2 separate regions of the Sus scrofa genome follow, and region 1 is linked to region 2. The links are chromatin contacts, called in public HiChIP or PLAC-seq maps. All regions are on one chromosome and are shown on one strand. Each heading gives the region's core, a stretch centred on a gene start, on an enhancer-like site or on the middle of the called end of the contact. The rest is flanking DNA. Distances are from core to core; before and after follow the strand shown.

Region 1 (5,889 bases), core at 2,176-4,675, 42 kb after region 2:
CAAGGCTTGTCTTCAGAATGGGGGGGACACCTGTCTGGATGGAGTGGAGGAGACCTGTTGGGAATCACATTGCACGGGTTAAGCAAGGCATTGAGTCTCTGCGGGCTGCCTCAATTCTCTCGTTGGGAGAGAAAAGGCCAGTCGGGAAGGACTCAAGTTGAAGCAAGCACACATTTATTTGGCTGCTCCTCTGGGGGAGTCACTTCACCCAGGTACCACATCTGCCTTCAGATGCTGTACCTCTAAGTAGAGAGTAACAGCAATTTACATGGGGGTGAGATCAATGACACAGCAGTGCCCCTTCCTGGCCCCATCACAAGGCATCTTTCTCTCCTCCCTCTGCCCTCTAGGACCAGGCAGTCTGGCACTAGCCCTTCTTCCTGAGACTCTCACCTTCTCAGCCTCCTGGCTCCTAAGGGGAGGGGGCTACTCTGGCCCTGCCACTTGGCCCCTCCACCAATGTCACACGCAACTGCAAGATGGCATCTTCCTGAGGAGTGATGAAGATCCCGCCCCCCACCTCAGGCCTGGGGAACTCCACCAGGTCTTTCTATGCCTGCATGCCTCCAGCATTTTAGCAGAATGTTCTACCTCCATGTTCCTGGCATCCTTGAGAGTCAAGCAGGGAAGCTACTTGAGATGAGATTGGCATTGAGGGTTAGGCAGCCGGGATGGGAGATTTGGTTCGCTTCAACTTCTTTCACTCTCATCCTTTCAGTGATGAACAATACTGTTTCTGGAGTTCCCGTTGTGGTGAGCTGTAGTGTAGGCTGAAGACTCAGCTCAGATCTGGCGTCACTCCGGCTGTGGTATATGCTGACAGCTGTAGCTCTGATTCGACCCCTGGTTGGGGAACTTCCCTAAAAAAAAAAAAAAAAAAAAAATTTCTGCAGTCCCAGATGCACCACTTGCTTCCTGTTTGGCCTTGGGAAAGTAACTTAAATCTCTCTCTTTTTTTTAAGAGCTGCATCCATGGCATATGGAGATTCCCAGGCTGGGGGTTGAATCAAAGCTACAGGCGGCCAGCCTATGCCAGAGCCACAGCAACCTAAGATCCCAGCCTTGTCTGCAGTCTATACCACAGGTCATGGCAACACCAGATCCTTAACCACTGAGCAAGGCCAGGGATCGAACCTGCATCCTCATGGATACTAGTCGGATTCGATTCTACTGCACCACAAAGGGAACTCCTAACTTAAACCTCTCTAAATCTCAATGTCTCCATCTGTTAAACAGGGTATGTATTAGTCAGATTTCATTAGACAAGGCTGTGTAAGAAATGATTTCACATCTTTAAAAACAAAGGTTTATTTTGTGCTCATGTAATTTGTTAGGAAGGCATGGGCTGTTTCCCATCTCTTTCCTTCCAGGACCCAGGCTGAGAGAACAGCTCCATCTGGGACAGGCCATTCTCATGAGAGAGGAAAAAATCAAGAGCCCTGGTAGAAATACACAGTGGCTCTTAACATGACTGCTCAGATGTGGTGAAAGGCATATCCCTTCTATTGGTCAAATCAAGTCACATGATCAAGCCTGACATCTGAAAGGCTGGAAAAGACACTCTTCCTACAGGATGCATTGTAGTCACATGGCAACAGCTATGACGTACAGTCTTTACTGACCTGAAACAACTAGACTCCCATGTATTTCTCTGCCAAAGATGGGTTTATCTGGGATCAGCAGAGAATTGCAATTTGCATTTTTTTCTTTTTTGGCCACACCTGCCACATGTGGAAGTTCCCAGGCCAGGGATCAAACTGGCACCTTAGCAGCGACTTGAGCCACAGCAGTGACAATGCCAGGTCCTTAACCCATTGAACCACCAGGGAACTCCTGCAGTTTGTGGTTTTGCAACCATGGTGAATCGCCTGCAATTGTGCACCTGTGCAAAGGAAGGAGACCACTTTTATAGAGGGGGAAAGGAAGTTGGGAGGGCTTTAGTAAACAAAGTGTCTGAAGCTTTTCATTGGCTGAGTTGTTACCAAGAAAGATACTTCTGGTTGGGCTCTACTTTGGTCACAAAGTGTGAGAGCTCCCCCTTCTGGTCTCCCAACTCTATCTAATGTAGGCTTGTTTCTTGATTTTTTACATCTCTGAGGGGAACAACAATGCCACCTACCACAGGATAATAACAGTACTTGCTTATGGCTAGTGTAAGACGTGAAACATGTCTAACATGTCTAACACTTAACACAATATACAGCACTCAATAAGGGCATAGGAACAATTAGAGGCTCTTATTATCATCATTATTATTTCTAGTGCTGCTGAGTTTTTCTGTTCACTGGACTGGGCTAAACCTGTCTTGAGAGGTGGAAAAGAAGGAGCTGTTAACACACCCAATATTTAATTTGGAGACAGTAAAACACTGTGCCTAAGGGAATAATGTGGATTCCTTATTAGGGCACGTGATCTTAGATAAGCTAACTTCTGAGGTCCTTGGGACTATGTTGTAGGCTTGTTATTTAGGCCAAATTAGTCCAACCTTGCACACAAAGTAGGTGCTGAGTATTCATTGCATTATTTTATTTTTAATTTTTTATTTTTTTTTAATTTTTTGGCTTTATCAAGGGCTGTACTTGAGGCATATGTAGGTTCCCAGGCTAGGGGTTGAATCAGAGCTACACCTGCAGGCCTATGCCACAGCAACACAGGCTCTGAGCATCATCAGTGACCTACACCACAGTTCACGGCAATGCTGGATCCTTAACTCACCCAGCAAGGTCAGGGATCCAACCCCCGACCTCATGGTTACTAATCAGATTCTTTTCCCTTGAGCCACAAGGGGAACTCCTTTTTTGAATTACTGAACGTGGATTTCAGACTCATTTCAAATATTCAGTGAACTGTGTGCATATACACAACTACAAGACTGCTGTACGGAAAGCCCTTTACTGGCCTTTTTCACTTTTGGGTCTCAACTCAGATGTCACCTCCTCAAAGAGAACTTCCCTGACCATAATATCATTTAAAGTACTTCCCCCACCCCCCATTATCTCGTCTTTACAGCTCTGGTGGCCCTGCAATCCTCCTGTTCATCCACTGGTTTACTTACTATACCCCTGCGACTAGAAAGCAAAATGCATAAAATCAAGGATCTTATTTTCTGTATTCCCACCTCCTGCCGTGGGCCTCAACATCGTCATATGAAAAACCAGAAGGGCCTAAGCTAAGTGCCTTAGAGGTAAGCACGGGCGGGTCTCAAGTCTCAAATTCCTTCCAGGAGGGGCACCGCCTCCGCCACTCACGTGGGCCGCACCGGGGCCCGCCCCCCGAAGGGCGTGGCTTGCAATGTTGTGTCGGCCGCGTGCAGGCCGTCGCCCGGGAGGCGAGCTACGTCACACGCACACAAGCCCTGCCCACCCCGTTTCTCGCCACGGGAGGAAAAGGGGCGTGGCCAGGCGCGAGGACCCCGAAGCCGCCGGTGCTGCCGCCTGAGTTGCCTTCAGCTGGCTGCTCTAGGTTCCCGGCCGCTCAGGCAGCTCGGAAGCCACTCTGTTTTGGGGTCCTCGCTGCTCTTCCACGTCTCCCGGAAGAGTAGCTGAGCCGCGGCTGGTGCGGGACTGGGTTTGCTCAGCCTGGGCCCGCTCCCGGCCGGCTGTTGAGGGGGCGGCCCGGGAGGGAAAGGAGGCCGCGCAGCAGCCGCTTCAGAGTCCTCAGGTGAGGCGGCGGCAAGATCCTAGTAGGCCGGATAGTTCCGCAGGGGGCGCGAACGGCATTAGGGGCGGGGGCGGCGTCATTTCAGCGGAGACTCTGGTCTCTCCGCCCCGCTGGGGCTGGGAAGGGGACCAGAGAGCCCCCTTGGGCCCCCATCGGCGTGGCTTTGTGCCCCCCTTTTTCTTCCCTTCCCCACCCCCAGCCTCGTTTGGCCGCTCTTCCCCCTCCAGAGGCTCAGCGAGTTGGGTGGGGGGCGAAGTAGGGGTCTGTATCCACTGACAGCGGACTTCTAGGGACCAGCCGGCGGACCGCAGTCTCCCTTCCTCTATGTTTATACTTGGCTTTCGTAACAGCCCCTGTCACCGCGGCCGTCCGACCCATCCCCATCCCACCCACACTCACCTTCTCTCCACTTGGGCCTGGACTGTTTACTGGGGGGAATTTCTTGAGGGCTCTGTACCTCTGAAGTCGGTTGGAGTTGTTTGTTCGTCCCCTGGGGCAAGTGCCCAGGGTCCATCTTCGTGTTTATTTGGGTAATCTAAAGGCACAGGCTTTTGTTTTAAGGCCCTTTAAAACTTTTAAAGTGGGAGGCAAGATATAAGGAATTAATAAGTATGTTTTGATTGCTTTCTTAGGAGAGATAATTTGTCCCCTAATTACCACCAACGTTTATTTGGGAATAATAAATCGTAGGGAGTTTTATATATCAAACATATCACTTACATTTTCATTTGCTTTCACCTAAACTCCTTGAAATAATACACGGGCATATAATCGTCCCGTTTTACAAGGAACAGGTTTAGAGGGTGAGTTTCTTCTTTAGGTTATTCAGATACTGGGAGGCTAGATAGGGGAGGAAGGAGTTAAAAAGTGAGCTTGGAGTTTACATCGTGGCTCAGGGGAAGCGAATCTGACAAGGATCCATGAGGATGCAGGTTCAATCCCTGGCCTCGCTCAGTGGGTCAAGGATCCGGCATTGCTGAGAGAGGTGGTGTAGGACGCAGGCTGGGATCTGGCGTTGCTGTATCTGTGGTGTAGTTTGGCAACTACAGCTCCCATTCCACCCCTAGCCTGGACACTTCCATATGCCAGAGGGTGCAGCCCTGAAAAGACAAAAAGGAAAAAAAAGAGTGGGTTTGGCTGATTTCCCTATCTGAGCTGCTGTCTAGACTTTGGGCTGTTTCTAAACCTTTTTTCCCTATTTGTGAAAAAAAAAAGGGGGGGGTGGGGGAGTATTGCTACTTAGCCATAGTGTGGTTGTGAAAATTATGTGTGCTAAAGATAATGTCTCCAGGGCATCTAACAGAAATTAATTCCATTCGGCAGTATTTGTGGGTGCCTACTGTGTGCTGAGAATTCATTGGACAAAACAGTCATGGCCTCTACCCACAGACTCTGCTCCTCCTCTTCCCCAAGGGAAACAGAAAAAAAAAGAAAAAAACCCAGATAAAACATAAAGGGCTATGAGGGAGAAGAATAGCGTGCGACTGGAGAATGATAGGACCAAATTTGGATGGAATGAAAAAGAGCTGTTTTTTTCTGCAGATGACATTAAATACTACCAAGAACAAATGAGAATTAATTTTGAAAGAGCTCTGCAGGCAGAAGGGACAGTGTGCACATTCAAAAAACTGTTGCTGGAGGAGTTCCTGTCGTGGCTCATTGGTAACAAACCTTACTAACATTGATGAGGACTTGGGTTCGATCCCTGGCCTTGCTCAGTGAGATAAGGATCCAGCGTTGCCGTGAGCTGTGTGTGGTGTAGGTCGCAGACACAGCTGGGATTTTGCGTTGCTGTGGCTGTGGCTGGCGTAGGCCAGCGGCTACAGCTCTAATTCGACTCCTAGCCTGGATGCAGGCCTAAAGAGCCAAAAAAAAAAAAAAAAAAAAGAAAAGAAAGAAATTGTTCACTTTTTAATATACTATTCTGTAGCATGATGACTGATGATTTCATTGTCATTGTTTTGATTTATTGTGGCACTGGATAAGTACTCATACTTAATGTATCAAATGAATGGCTATGCAGTCATATTGTTTTATTCAGAACTTTGCTTAATGTGCAAATGGTAGGTACTGAGAATTTAAGTTATCGAAGGTGTACTTTAGACAGATTACATATATGGGCACCTAAATTACCCATGATAGTGGTGCCGTTTAATGCTAAGGTAGCTTTTGTATTACTGAGGAGTTTCAAGTTTCAGCACCTTAAAACACACTTCAGAGAAGTGTCGT
Region 2 (5,923 bases), core at 842-3,341:
GATTAAGGATCCAGCACAGCCACTACTTTGGCTTAGGTGACTGCTGTGGCACAGGTTTAATCCCTGACCTAGGAACTTCAGCATGCCATGGGGGTAGCCAAAAAAAAAAAAAAAAAAAAAAAAAAAACTCACACAAATGGAATTATCTAAAAATGAATGAAAGTACAACCCATGCTTCAAAATACATAAATCTCAAGAGCATAATGAGAAAAAGAATAAGTCGTAGAGAAAAAAATCCACAATGAGTACCTTTATAAGGTCAAAACAGGGTAAATATTGCTGTTTAAACAGTTAAATATATATATATTATTTATATTATATTATATATTATATATTATAATATATTATATATATGATATATTATATATTATAATATATGTTATAATATTATATATGTTATAATATATTATATTATATGTTATAATATTATATAGTATATATAGTACATATGATATATATTATATTATATAGTATATATGATATATATTATATATATATATCATATATATTATATATGGCAAAAATCTAGAACAAAGCAAAAGAATGACCAAAATCCCAAGGGCTTGCCTCTGGCAGGAGGGGAGGGAGATTTGATCAGACAAATGTCTATCAGCACAGAAAGAGACAAAATGTGGTCCATCCATACACGGGAATGCCGTTTGGCAACCAAAGGAATGAAGTACTGATACGCCCTACAACACAGAGAAACCCCAAAAACATGATGCTAAGAGAGGCCAGACACAAAAGACCACTCTGCACAGCTCCATTTATATGAAATGTTCAGAAAAGGCAAATTTACAGAGATGGAATCCGTATTAGTGGTTGCATGGGCCTGAGGGTGGGGACTGGAAACGGCCCGAGGGATCTTGCCCGGGAGATGGAAACTTTCTAACACCGACTGCCCATAGCGTTTGCACGACTTGGCAAGTTGACTAAAAAAATCACTGAGTGGGATGCTTGCAATGGGTGAATTATACATGATCTGTAAAATATGCTTCAATAAGGTTCTATATTTCAGAAAGGGCAGGTTCAGCCTGTCCCGTTAGTGTTGTCTTATACTGTTTGGCTCCTCACCCCTACCTTAACAGGCAGGTGCTTTTATGCCCATTTCACAGATGGGGACAAGCTCAGACGGCTCAGGGTATCCACCCCAGGTCTTTTGCCCCTGACCCTGCCTGACCCCTGCTGCCACATGCAGCTGTCTCAAGTCGAGCCGTGATTCTCTTGGGTCCTTGGAGTTACTTGGGTGCCTCCAACTTTCTTAATTCAAAAGGGTTTTGTGGTGTAGGTCACAAACAGATGCAGCTCAGATCCCGAGTTGCTGTGGCTGTGGCATAGGCCAGCAGCTATAGCTCCAATTCAACCCCTGGCTTGGGAACTTCTATATGCTGCAGGTGAGGCCCTAAAAAGACCAGGAAAAAAAGGAGGTTTGGTTGGAGCCAAGCATTTACTGGCACCCAAAAGAAATAAAGGCAGGGCTAGGAGTTCCTTGGTAGCTCGGTGGGTTAAGGATCCAGCATTACCACTGCAGTGGCTCAGGTTCAATCCCTGGCCGGGAACCTCTGCATGCCCCAAGCGCAGTCAAAGAAAAAAAAAAGAGGAGTTCCTGTTATGGCTCAGTGGTTAACGAATCCAACTGGGAACCATGGGGTTGTGGGTTCAATCCCTGGCCTCGCTCAGTAGACTGAGGATCCAGCATGGGTGTGGGTTGCAGATGCAGCTTGGATCCCACATTGCTGTGGCTCTGGCGTAGGCCAGCAGCTGTGGCTCCAGTTAGACCCCTGGCCTGGAAACCTCCATATGCCACAGGTGCGGCCCTAGAAAAGGCAAAAAGACAAAAAAAAAAGAGAGAGAGAGAGAGAAAAGCAGTCAACCAAGTCAAATGATAAAGGTCACTTGAATGACTTCCCAGGACCGTATCAGATCAATATGCGCTGCCCCCATAAAAACTGAAATGTCGTAGGTGGGAGCACGTGAGAAGCAGGCACTGAGCAAGATTCAGAGAAAGGGCAAGGCCTCTGGACTACGGAGCAGAGACTGCTGACAGCTGTTTCACAGCTTGCGTAAGGAGCTCTGCCACTTTACTCATCACCCCGTGACTTCCTGGTGCCAGCCGCTGTCCTGACTCTGATTTGCTGTCTCCACCTCAGGCCAACTGTAAGCTAAATAAGGTCAATCGGCCCGGAGCAAAGTCTAAATACCTGACATGCTCAGTCACTGCCAAGGGGTCCCCTTTCAAGCCAGGTCGGGGTTCTGTCTGTAGAGAGCAGCATGCACACTGCCACTCCGGAGTGCTGCCGAGGCTGGGCTGGGGGTCCAGGCTTCACGGAACTGCCTCACGGAGCCCTTGCATGACCACAGCCATCTCGAATTTTCCAGAGGAGAATCAGAGCTTTAGAGTGCAATTACGTGATTGGTAATTACACCCCCGGGGTCTGTGCAAGTCCACGGGCCCCAACTTCCACCACCCCGCCCAGCCTCTGCCTTGTCAAAGCGCATTCCCTCAACTCAGCCCCACCGGGCTGGGCTCTCCATCCACGTTTCTTTTTTGTTTTAACATAAAAGTGATACTTTGTAACAGGATAGATTAACCTCCAAAGCCTTATGCTAAAGCCAGACAGCCAAGACTGCTTATTGTATGTTTCCATTTATATGAAATTTCTAGAGAAGGCAAAACAACAGAGACAGGGCAGGTCCTTGGATGCATGGGGCTGGGATGGGCACAGGCGAACTTTGTAGAATGACCAAAGTGTCCTAAAACTGGACTGTGGTAAACCCTGTACAACTGTATGAATTTACTAAAAATCACTAAACTGGAGTTCCCGTGGTGGCTCAGCCGTTAGTGAACCCAACTAGCATCCATGAGGACACAGGTTTGATCCCTGGCCTCGATCAGTAGGTTAAGGATCCAGCATTGCCGTGAGCCGTGGTGTAGGTCGCAGACACAGCTTCGATCCCACATTGCTGTGGCTGTGGCTATGGTGTAGGCCGGCGGCTACAGCTCCGACTGGACCCCTAGCTTGGGAACCTCCATATGCCACGAGTGTGGCCCTAAAAAGACCAATAAATAAATAAATAAATAAATAATCACCAAATTATAGGACAGGTGAATTGTACGACATGCAAAATTATACCTCAGTAATACTGCCTGCAAAAAATGGTAACTGCACACACTTTTAAAATACATAAAATTAAAGGTGATCTTTCAGAAATGTAGTAACTCTGCCAAAACGCCAAACCACCTTCTCCTTCAGAGCCCCACGGGCAGCAAGGACCTCAAGCCTCCCCCTCACGCCCTCCTCCTAGTGACACCCGGCTCCCATCTGCCTCTCCTCCCAGCTCCCGGCATCCTGAACGTCCTCCCCACGGCCTGTGCAACAGCGACCTTGACGTTCAATCTACTTCACCACCACCTCTCTGCCCCAGCTGGGCCTAAGAGTTTCCTTCTCCATGGGCTCAAATCTCGGCTTTGAAAGAAACCCTCCTCCCGTCCACTCCTCCCCTGGTGACCGAGGTGCTCATTCTGCATCCCTCCAAGCCTGTTGGAAGGCTGGACCACACAGCCGTCCCCAAGTGCAGCTTGCACTGCGGGACCTCTCTCTGCCCTCCACGCGCTGCCGTCTGGGTCTGCCCCGCCACTGCAGGAACCTGTCCTCAAGGCCTTTCCCAGCCTGTCCCACCAGCATCACCCTAGACCAGCTCCCGCTCTGTCACCCACTGATCCCAGGATCCCAACCCGAAATGGAAAACAGAGAAATCCGTTCGGTTTAACTAACGCGGTATAAATAACCATCTTCAAGCGCAGAAAAGCACTCTGCAATGATTTGACTGAGCCTGGTGTATTTTTGAGGGGGACGGGGACCACACCTGCAGCATATGGAGGTTCCCAGGCTAGGGGTCAAATCAGAGCTGCAGCTGCCCGCCAACACCACAGCCACAGCAATGCCAGATCCCAGCCACGTCTGTGAGCGACACTGCAGCTTTTGGCAATGCCAGACGGTTAACCCACGGAGCAAGGCCAGGGATCAAAAAGCAATGCCACATGGTTAACCCACGGAGCAAGGCCAGGGATCAAAGCCTCATCCTTGTGTATACTAGTCCGGTTCTTAACCCATTGAGCCACAACGAGAACTCCGTGCTTGGTATATTAATCCTCCCTAAAGAAATTTGTGATAACGAGTGCTATGTTAACCCAAGGATAATGTAAACTTCTATAAAAATGTTAAGTTTAAAAGTATGTGTAGGTTCTACTTCCACTGGGAAAGTTCTTTCAAATGCTCTCTGAATGCTCAGCCTCCGTCAAGAGAGCAAATGTTGGCAGCTGGCTGAGAAGACACCCCGGCCGGCAGGGACATGGGCTGACCCAGCGATGACTCAGCATCCACATTTCCTCTGCACAGACTGCCTCGGTGCCAACATCCGCCCTCAGTGGGGATGAAGAGTTCAGCCTTCATTCCATTCTGCTGCCCTCATTCCTTTTTTTTTTTTTCGTCTTTTTTAGGGCCGCAACCACGGCATACAGAGGTTCCCAGGCTAGGGGTCTAATCAGAGCTACAGCTGCCAGCCTACGCCAGCGCCACAGCAATGCGAGATCTGAGCCACGTCCGTGACCTACACCACAGCTCACGGAAATCCTGGATCCTTAACCTACTAAGCGAGGCCAGGGATTGAACCCACACCCTTACAGATACTGCTCGGGATCATTACCGCTGAGCCACAGCAAGAACTCCACCTTCATTCCATTTTGATACTGAGTATTTTACCCAAGGAACCTAGCAACACACACAAAAGTTTTCTGGGAGCAAAGGGTAATCAGATTCCTCTTCTTAAAAATGTTTAATTAATGTATTTTTAAATGGTTGTATCAAAACCAGGGTGGCTGATGAAACAGCCCATCCACTGTCCATGACCTGTATTTGATACCCCATCTTTTCTAACGCATGGTGAGAGGAGAAGGAGAAGCTGACCTGGGCAGTTAGTATCAGGTTGCTCCTCTTTAACTGGGGCAGGTCCAGGCTAAATATTAAAAGGAAAAGGGATCATTCTGCCATGATAACAACCTTCCAATCAAGCCAAATTTCCTATTCAGCTAACATACAAAAACCATTCAAGAAATCCATCATTCAATAATCCAGCTACAGACTGGTAGGAAGTTCATCTAAACCAACCCCTACTGAACAGATACGAAAGCTGACACCTCGGGAAACGCACGGGAGGCAGCCCTACCAAGCTGTCGGGGCACCGATGCTAGACCCGAGCGGCACAGACCAGCAGGGCAGCCCCGGGCCACCCTGGTGATGAGCACTTCAAATGTGACCAGTCTGAACCAAACGCATGGTAATGGTGGATGCACACTGCATTTTCGTAACTTTTTTTCCTTTTACAGCCACACCCATGGCATATGTAGGTTCCCAGGCTGGGGCCTGGATGGGAGCTGTTGCTGCTGGCCTATGCCACAGCCACAGCCACAGCCACACAGGATCTGAACTGCGTCTCCGACCTACACCACAGCTCACGGCAACGCCAGATCCTTAACCCCCTGAGCGAGGCCGGGGACTGAACCCACGTCCTCATGGATACTAGTTGGGTTCGTTACTGCTGAGCCACTACAGGAATTCTTCAGTTTCCTTATTTATAAAATGAAGGCGTTGGACCGGTAGGTCTCAACTGGGGACACTTGGCAAAGGCTGGAGACAACGTTGGTTGTTACAATGGGGGGGGTAACCCTCCTGGTGTCTAGTGGCTAGAGGTCACGGAGGCTGCTGAACATCCTACGAAGTGCAGGACAGCCCCTCCCATGACAAACGATGACCTGGCCACAAGTATCAGTGAGGCTGAGCACCCCTGCATCAGACTGAGGTGACCCCCCTACGCGTCATTCTGAGGAACTGCCAAACCGTTTGCCAAAATGGCTGTACCATTT

The links. HiChIP or PLAC-seq counts read pairs in DNA pulled down with a chosen protein or histone mark.
Region 1: an H3K27ac HiChIP or PLAC-seq map of alveolar macrophages shows a contact between it and region 2. The contact joins the promoter of GOLGA5 here to the enhancer-like site in region 2. A contact is called at or near these places in 1 of 5 promoter capture datasets (liver), 6 of 47 Hi-C or Micro-C datasets (alveolar macrophages, liver, retroperitoneal adipose tissue and 2 more) and 2 of 2 datasets of contacts at active chromatin or transcription factors (alveolar macrophages and skeletal muscle).

The regions. Positions count from the first base shown.
Region 1 is chr7:114,233,634-114,239,522 of Sscrofa11.1, forward strand. GOLGA5 (golgin subfamily A member 5) reads left to right here and starts at 3,426. Exons shown (of 13, transcript XM_013989218.2): 1 at 3,426-3,660.
Region 2 is chr7:114,193,355-114,199,277 of Sscrofa11.1, forward strand. All of the region lies in intron 2 of LGMN (legumain), which reads right to left. Among named protein-coding and RNA genes, the nearest start is that of LGMN, 14 kb to the right of the region's middle. Within about 2 kb of position 2,092, at least 33 of the 83 cell types and tissues checked have an H3K27ac peak or open chromatin away from gene starts, as enhancers often do. A contact at or near this core is called in alveolar macrophages, liver, retroperitoneal adipose tissue and 1 more, where this site is marked.